2 separate regions of the Macaca fascicularis genome follow, and region 1 is linked to region 2. The links are chromatin contacts, called in public Hi-C maps. All regions are on one chromosome and are shown on one strand. Each heading gives the region's core, a stretch centred on a gene start, on an enhancer-like site or on the middle of the called end of the contact. The rest is flanking DNA. Distances are from core to core; before and after follow the strand shown. Region 1 overlaps SUGCT (succinyl-CoA:glutarate-CoA transferase). Region 2 overlaps SUGCT (succinyl-CoA:glutarate-CoA transferase).

Region 1 (4,755 bases), core at 2,119-4,618, 300 kb after region 2:
GTATATGCCATACATTTAGTGACATAAAGTAAATGCCCCCCCCCATCCAGAAGAGGAAATACACACACTCCCAAAATACACTCAAGCACACACAAACACCTGCTACTTTATGACTTGTTTGCTACCCTTGTTAACTGAAACAGCAGAAAAACCACATCGGACTTAGTGGGAGGAGCGTTTTGCAAGTAGGTAATTTCTTTCAAGAACTAACTTTTCTCAAGCTAAGCATCCGGCAAATAAATAAAAATAAAAATCGAATCTTCTCAAGCATAGTCCTTACCCTCTTCACCCTTCTTTCCTAAAATGCAGACCTAACCAGTTGTTAACAGGACCTTTCCTAGTAACCTCATACATCTCTAAATGTATATCTTCTCCCTCAGGATATTACTTTACCTGTAAATGTCCCCATATTCATCTTCATGGCTGAAACTAACTCCCCACAAGATTACATTTGGGACATTATTTTGTAAGCAGACTCAATCTTCTTTATAAAACTACCCTTGAGACACCTTAAACACTCAGAAAGATCAGCACTTCCTCCAACAATCACATCTTAGAGGCTGATGCTAATTTCAGGATACAGCCTTGCTTCCTTTCTGTTCTCAGTAATTTCTACAGAGATCAAATCTGTATGTTTATTCTGTGTTGCTGTGCTCAGAAGCCCAGGATGCTGTTCTCTCAGTGAGCCTGTCACAGCATCTGCAGCATATTCTCTGCTGAGGTTATATAATGACAGACTAATCCATGCAACAGGGAAGACAGTAGGCAGGAGTGCCAATCCAACAAAATGGAAATTATTCCCAGGAATCTCTCTCCAGGACTTTGAACCACAGAGAAAGATAGTTTTACCTTAAATAATCAATGTGTATATCAGTAACTATAAGGATGGGGAGGAAATCATCTAATAATAATATGATCACATTCAGGGATTCTTGCAAATCCCCATTGAAAAATCCTGTCCCATTACCAGGTTCCAAGAGTGACATCTAGTGGACTCATATTAGAAAGACAACAAGGGTCTAACGAAAACAAATCACCTGCACACGCATCTTGTTAAAATGCAGATTCTGGTTCATTAGAATGAATTTATTACTTCCAACGTCCAGGTGATGCCAATGCTGCCACTCCATAGACCACTCAGAGTCACTAGGACCTAGAGCATTTTGCACCTGCTTTAACCCTCAGGAGAGAAGGAGGAAGGGGCACTTGAGAATAATTTCTAGTTGAAAAATAGGCCAAATGGATTATTAATATAATTTTGTATAATGTTCCTATTTCACTAGCCCCACTCAGCATGCACATGTACTATCTCCTGTCTGGGCAGGGTCCCTGAAGCAGTAGTCTTTTTCCTAAATGCCAGAAGCAAACTTAAGAAGGAAACAGCCTACTTCACAGCCATACTTATACATGAATATGATTTGTTCAAGTCTCCAGTACAGATTCACTTCAGTACTTAACATCTTACAAGCTTTCTCCCATTGTTATATTATTTGCCTAATACTAAATTATATTATAATAGTAACTGGTACCATATCAGAACTCAGTTACTTTCCCCCGAGGCAGTCTGCACCTGAACTGAGATCTATCAGGGTACTGTATTGGTGCTAAGCACAGCTACTCAGAATTTCAACAAGATTTGCACTGGACCCCACTAGGAACAAACCAGGACATGTAACTACATCCGAATCCAACTGTTTCCAGAATCTAGTCCTGTGTGATTTATTTGAGCTGAAGAGCCCTGACCTCCACACAGAGCCACCAGGCTAGACTCTTAGCTGTGAGGTAATGTCTGTGCCCCTTCAAAGAGGAGCTATGCCAGGCCTCACCCAAACTCCTCCAACCAAGGCCTCCATCTTGGGTCAATTTGAACCCGTTCTTTGGTTTTATGTCCACGGTTCTAGGAACTACAACAATGATTTCCAGCACTGAAGGAAATCAGTCTCTTTTCTCCAAAACACATACACATACACACACATACGCACACACACACACATACAAAACCCACTTTCTAGTTCAATAAAGTCCTTCAATACAAGATGATCGATCTAGGACAAGTAACAAGTTTTAAGCAGTGGAACATCTGTTTCAAAAAACTACCAGAAGGTGGAATTGTTCTGGCTGAAATGGGGTGGGAATACTTAGAAAACTGTATAACTGGTTTCTACCCAGGCTATCCCCCACCTAGGCCCTGGAATACTCCTCCTCATGTCCCAAATATTCCTTCCCACCCTAGCTCTGTCCCCACCCTACCAACCTCACAGAAATACAGTTTTAAAACCAGAAACGATGAGTCTCACAACAGCTAAAACGATCCCCAACTCCTATATTGCTCAAGGACAGTACTGTTCTCATTAAATAGATGGAACTATTAATAAGTAGAGTTGCTTCACTATACCATCACTTACTTATGATCCTAATGCAATTTTAGCATATGCGACCAAAGGATTTATTCGAAAGATGTACAACCTGATTTCCTGAAGGAAATTTGCTTTTAAGCATAATTAAGGATCCCTATGATAAGTAAACAACAGAATTGTTTATACCTCTTCAGTTGCTCTTGGAAGTCCTAAAGGGGAAATTATGTAGAAGAAAAGGTCACATAATTATTTCTCAAAAGTAGGATGAAGATAGAAAATGAAACTAAACATGCAGCATTGTATCATCTGCCTATACAGTACAACGGGCTCGAGTCCCCCTGCCTCAGTTAGAATCCCACTTACACCACAGACTTGTGACCTTGCACAGTTCTCTAAACCTCTATGCCTCAGTTTCCACACCTGAAAGTGGAGATAATAGCAATAACTATTGTAAGGGCTGTTGTAAATATTTAATATATGTAAGGTATTTAAAAACATAGTAATCATTCATAAATGTTACATCTGATAATTATTATAATGATTAAGATAGTATTACTAGGACTAATGACTGAATATTCAAAATGGCCTTTGATTCTTTTAGACAATTTTAGCCAAATATGATAGGCATAGAAAATATAAAAACACATTAGTTCTGCACATATATTAAGAATACAAGAAAAGCTGAAAAGATCCTAAAGGAATTAGAGATTTATTACTTTTACTTTCTTTGCACCACCTTCTATTTTACCTCTTAGCGAAATACATTTAAAACACTATATGTCAATTAGAGGGAATTCTGAGTTTAAAAAATCATTAATAGTCTTTGAACAGTTCTAAGTGCTTTTATTCTTTGTGCAATAGTTACCCTTGGACATTATGTTACCTTATTTATGTTAACTTTAGAAATTTTGTTTTAAATCAAAGACTGCCAAATCTTTTCTAAGAAGTGGCCCAGAGGATGGCAGCTATTACGCCAGTAGCTGGCACATCTGCCTTAATTTTATCTGCTCTTGGACTGCCCAGTGACCTATATTCTTCAGACTGTGGCAACCTCCTGGCCAACTGGTTCCAAAGTAACCAGGATCTTCAAACAAAAATTTTGTTTTGCTTTAACAAGAACCCCAAATCCGTAAGGATCAAGGCATACACAAGCATTAAGGCAAATATTCAAAAGCTACCTAGCCAAAAACTTTAGAACTAAAGGGGCTGGGGGTTCATACAATCCATGCCTTAATTTACCAGAAAACCAACTTTTCAATATTCTAGCTTGTCAGTGCTAATTAATCAAAAGTTTGGAGAAGCCTCTGAAATGTAATCTAATGTATTTGCTATCACCTACTCTTTCATTCCCAATAAATCTCCAAGCATTTTTTAATGGGTAAGCATTATCAACATTCTTTGCAATTTTAAGGTTATAAAAACAAGCATTTAAAATATTCTATTTCCTTTACTTTTTAAAACCAAAAGAGAAATCTCCACAATTTTTTGCTCTTACAAGGGTGAGTATACATATTTTTATAAAGGTAGGCCCCCATTTTGTGGGCTTCTCAGAGATTACTCCTGAAAATCATTTTTGTCATTGTTCCTTTTGTTAAATATGAATCTATACCCAATCTCAATTAATTAAACCATTCAATAAACTAGAAGCCTTATACTCCCTTTAACAACTGAGTGATGTTGCCATACAAGATTCTCCTCAAACTCTATTAATTTTAATAATGCTATATTTAGATAATGAGCTGAAGGCTACAATTTCCGAAAAAGTTCTAAGAAGAGTTTTTTTAAAACAAAATTACCACAGCATGTTGCCCTCTTTTCCTCTCTAAAAAATGGAAAGAAATTAAGCTAAAAATCCCATAAAGTTTAAGAAAGAAATTCAGCTCTGTTTATTTATTTACTCTGCCCCTAAGCTTCTATGGGTAGTTTTCATAGAGACTATTTCATATTTTCATAGAAACTATTATTCACAAAAGCTATAACTATTAGTTCAACACACCAATAATAACAGGAGCCACCTTTTATTGAGGGCTTACTAGAGTCAGATACTGCACGAAACACTTAGTACAATGATCTCTTTTAATTCTCCAGGTCTGTCTGACCCCAAAGCTCAAGTTCTCCCAAATTTGCCTGCTATATTGCCTTTGAGTCCCTTGAAATCAAGGGCCAGTTCTTCCTCATCTGGAGGCTTTCAGGACTAAAACACTGCCTACCCCACAGGGGACTCAATTAATTATTTTTTAATTGGTTTGTCAAGAGTCATTTGAAAGCAATGGACTGAAACCATGGTAGGGGGAAACCTACACTTGCCCTACAGCTCATAATTCAAAAATACTTCTGAAGCAAGGCCAGCTATTAGGTTTGGTACCCACCAGAATAATAGCAAACTTGACATTTGTTA
Region 2 (4,139 bases), core at 419-2,918:
GTTCCATGATAAAGACTTGATCATGTAAGAGTAAAACATTTTTTGAAAAACTTACTTTTCAGTAGGTTTCTTATTAAGACAAAATGTTACCCAAATCCAAATCCTCAACAATGTTTAATGTGGTAAAAGCAGTTAATGAAACTGTCACTTTAATCTCCTAAGTAAAAGGGAAGCAGGAAACAAGGAAAGCCTCCATTTGCCTCTATCCCCGTATCTTCCACACAAAGATGCTTCCTGGATGCTCTCACCCTTTGGCATTTTCTCTCTCTGAGCTGAAGACCCTGTTTCCATCTGTGTAGTGGGTATCCTCACACATGGTCGCTTCAGTTTCCATATGCCCAAAGTGAAACTCACAACTGCAGCACAAAACCTTTTTCGGCCCATCCTGGTATCAGCATCATCCACACTTTCAGTCTTCCTCAATGCTTCCTTCACCCTCATCCTCCACCTTCAATCAACTTTCTGCCTCTCAGAAAGCTTTCCAGTTAATCCTTTCTCCAGGAGCCCCACTCTCTTTGCCTTTCTTCTTTTGTCTTTTCTGATCCAACAGAAGGTAGACAGCTTCCTGTTGCTGTTTTTGACATTCCTCTACCCTCTATCCATCCACTACCTTACTGAGAGATGTTTCTAAAATGAAAAGCAGTCCTCACACTCTCCTAGTGACAGTCCTTCAACGACTTGCCTTCTCCGACTGAATACGATGCAATCTGTTCAGCATGCTAGACAAGGCACTGCACAAAGTAGTTGTAACCTACCACTCTAGCTCACCTCTCACCAGGCTCCACTCCTTGGACTCCAGCCTCTCAAAAGGCCCTGTGAGACACACACACACCATTTCTTCTACCATCTAGTATCTGCCACGCCCGACCTTGTCTTACTGGCAAACATACAAATATCTTTCAAGCATACAAATATCTTTTAATACTTACCTCTCGCCAGCCTGCAAAGCAGATCCTAATTCCTGCCCCTTCATAGTGTTGTTATTACCATCTCTGTGTTTCCCTCACAATTAATATCTTCCTTTATTAGTATGCTCTTTAAGTTCTCCTCAGGACGGAGTTTCTCAAGATTGTAGATATTCTCTTTTCTCCTCCATTTCTGCTCTATACAGCCCTACACAATGGCAGATACATAGTGGGTGCCCATTCATGTCTGTTCAGTGACTGAAAAATAAATGAATGAATGAAATCCAAATAGATTTTAAGGCTTTGATTTTAGAAACTGCTATGTTAAACATAAGGAAAGCCACAAAAATATGTCAAATCTTGTATTCTCCAAAAAAAACACGGAATATCTTGAGTGGAAAGAGTGAGTTATTAGGTAATTCTTTGTGTGGGTCCATTTGTGTCTGTGAACATAAAGATGTTCACTTTGGTGTATTGTGCCACTGAATTGAATGTCATCAGAGCAAATTTAAAGCCCCATTCCACAATGAAAGGAAATTGGTGGTTCTGAAGTTGACTGGAGTAGAACGTAAAGTAAGTTATCATTTGTTTCTTTGGCTTAAAATTTCCCAAAATAACTCAAGGCTGTATTTCCATGGCCATTGTCTTATGCTGGTAGAGCACCACCCCTGAGAGGAAAATCTGCCCACGTGTTAGCAAAAGCTTGAAATTCATTAGGCCAGGCGCTGAGAGGCGGACACGTGTGCTGCTCTGCCCAGCAGAGGGCGCACAGCCCCCAATACCGTGCAACGCCGGCCAACAAAGCGGGCTGGCGGGACTGGGTGAGGTTGTTCAACAAACCCAAGCCTTTGAATCCGGGTCAGCGTGCTGACCTCCTGTCCTTGCCTGCTCCTTGGCATTCTGTTCTGTTCTTCCCACTCACAATGAGGTGTTAGTGAACCTCCAGCTCTCAGGCAAATCAATTTGGGAGCAAATAGGGAGAGGGCAAAGGTGAGGCTCTTCACTCAGGAGTGTGATGATTTCTTGGAAAAGGAAGCTTTAACTCACTCCTACTTGGCCTTACAGCGACAGAAAGCACCCTAAACTGGCTGTAGCCTACATTCTAATTCTTTCCTTCTGTAAGTGAATATAGGACGATCAAGGTAGGGGTTTTCAATAGGCCCCTGTCCCCAAACTGAATGAAAATGACTTTCTACTCTTACTAATTTGGTTTAGATATTTTAGGCATCGGAAGTGTAATGCTAAGATCACTACTCTATTAAAAGGCTCAATGGCATAAAGTCCTTCACCTAAGTACATTACTAATACTTAATGAGCTTGTAGAAGAGGAGAGAAAACATGACATCCTCTCACATTCTAAAAACAGATGCTTCTGTTGATCAATGTAAGAAGGGCCAGTGATCTAGAAAGAAAAAATTAAACATATAAAATAAACGAAGCAGAGTCATGTAACATTCAAGGAAACCTTTAAGTTCCCACGCTTTTTCTGAGAAAAACAAGGGACCATCATAGGCCTTGCAGGGAGATTGCTTGTCTGCTCTGTTAATCATTAAACCTGTTAAAGGGGAGGAGATAGCAAGGGCCTCGGGCGAACACTCAGAAAGATGTCACAAAATACTTTTTTCTTCCTTCAAAATATGCCTCAAGCACAGAAATGAGAAGCCTGCCCGGAATTTTACCCCCACATTAAGGAACCTCCCCCACTCCTATGCAAAGGTCTAGAAGCAGGAGGGAACATGGTTACTGAAAAATAGTGGCCACCTCAGGATGGGCTAAAGGACAAAATGGGGACTGGGGTTAATGAAAGATGAAGGTTGGTGTAACTCACTGTAAATAGCGCTAAGGGTATGATCTATATCAAACTCACGAGAAGCCACTGAGGAATTTTAAACAGGGGAATGACATGAGCAGATTTGCATGTTGGGTAGATCATTCTAGAAATAGAAAATAGTGGGGCAAGCTTATGCATATCAAACATGAAATGTCAAATTAAATTTCATGCTTACTAATTATGATAGGGCATGGCAAGATCATTAACTTATTTTTGAAAAGCAGGACATACCAAATAAGAAGGGGAATTTTTCTCATTTCTAGTCCACTTGACTTATACCCTAAACCCAGGGCCTCATGCCTTGAACAATGCTAAGGGCTACTATTCATGCAGACCACAAGGCCAAGAACCATCTAAATCCAGAATAAAATCTCAAGTGATTTGAGATTTTATCACTACTATCTTACTTTCCAATCATAAAAGTATTATTCATTATACAGGAACTTAATTACACAAAAAAACTTATGGAACAGCTACTATATTTAATCCATTGTACTAGACTCTTTTGGGAACTCTGAGATCAATAAAATGTAATCTTTGTCTTTAGAAATTCAGAGACTACTTCAAATCAAGTAGAGGAAATCACTTGTTTTTTATTTGGTTTATAGGTAACCTTGGGCACACAAGAATACCAATGAAAGCACTTTCGTTATCATTATGCATTTGTAATAAATATTCCTATGTATCTAAACCTTTTTAGTCTCTAATGTCCAGTTATGCAAGCATAAATATAGAGTCTGAACTTAGGAAAATCAAATTTAAATCAACGTATTTTCTATACTCTTAGGTTGCATTTCCTTCAAAAATAGAGGTTAGATATTCTTAAAAACACATCAGCACCAACTAGAGAATAACCATAAAAAATAATAGGATGAAGAATATATTTAATTCATCCTAGAATTTAAGTTCCCTAGAAGTTCACATGAGAGTTCTGCTCCCTTCAGTCCTATTTATGCTCAAAATTACCACGCCAGTTCATTGCTCCAACATCCCATCAGTATTGCAGTTCTGAAAAGCAGCCACCCGAGACTGTTTGGGAAATTTCTACCATTTCTAGAAGCAAGTGGGAATATCCTAAGAGTGTCATCCTGTTGGAGAATGCTGCCACTACCATGAATAATGTCTAGGATGGGATTGCTAATCCCATGGAAGGGAGAGATAGTATACCTAGAAATGATTACAATGGATGACAAAAAGAACAGAAGATCCCAAAAGGGAAGGAAACAGTTCTAGTAGGTTTTCATGAGGACACTATGACTTCCTACTGTTGCAGGCCAAAAGAGTGAGAGTCGTGATCAACTCCATATACCACTGGAGGCTATATGAGTAAACAGCAAACTGTTCTCATGAAAGCAGGATGTTGGCAAACTGACAAACTGAGTCTACCATCCAGAAGGAATGCT

Evidence for each region. Hi-C and Micro-C count contacts between places; a contact is called where the count stands out from the background.
Region 1: a Hi-C map of liver shows a contact between it and region 2, with 2.8 times the contacts expected there. The contact joins two enhancer-like sites. A contact is called at or near these places in 2 of 2 Hi-C or Micro-C datasets (liver and skeletal muscle).

Annotation. Positions count from the first base shown.
Region 1 is chr3:90,056,998-90,061,752 of T2T-MFA8v1.1, forward strand. The region is part of intron 10 of SUGCT (succinyl-CoA:glutarate-CoA transferase); the gene reads right to left. Among named protein-coding and RNA genes, the nearest start is that of SUGCT, 200 kb to the right of the region's middle. Within about 2 kb of position 3,369, at least 1 of the 6 cell types and tissues checked has an H3K27ac peak or open chromatin away from gene starts, as enhancers often do. A contact at or near this core is called in liver, where this site is marked.
Region 2 is chr3:89,762,478-89,766,616 of T2T-MFA8v1.1, forward strand. All of the region lies in intron 13 of SUGCT (succinyl-CoA:glutarate-CoA transferase), which reads right to left. Among named protein-coding and RNA genes, the nearest start is that of SUGCT, 500 kb to the right of the region's middle. Within about 2 kb of position 1,669, at least 1 of the 6 cell types and tissues checked has an H3K27ac peak or open chromatin away from gene starts, as enhancers often do. A contact at or near this core is called in liver, where this site is marked.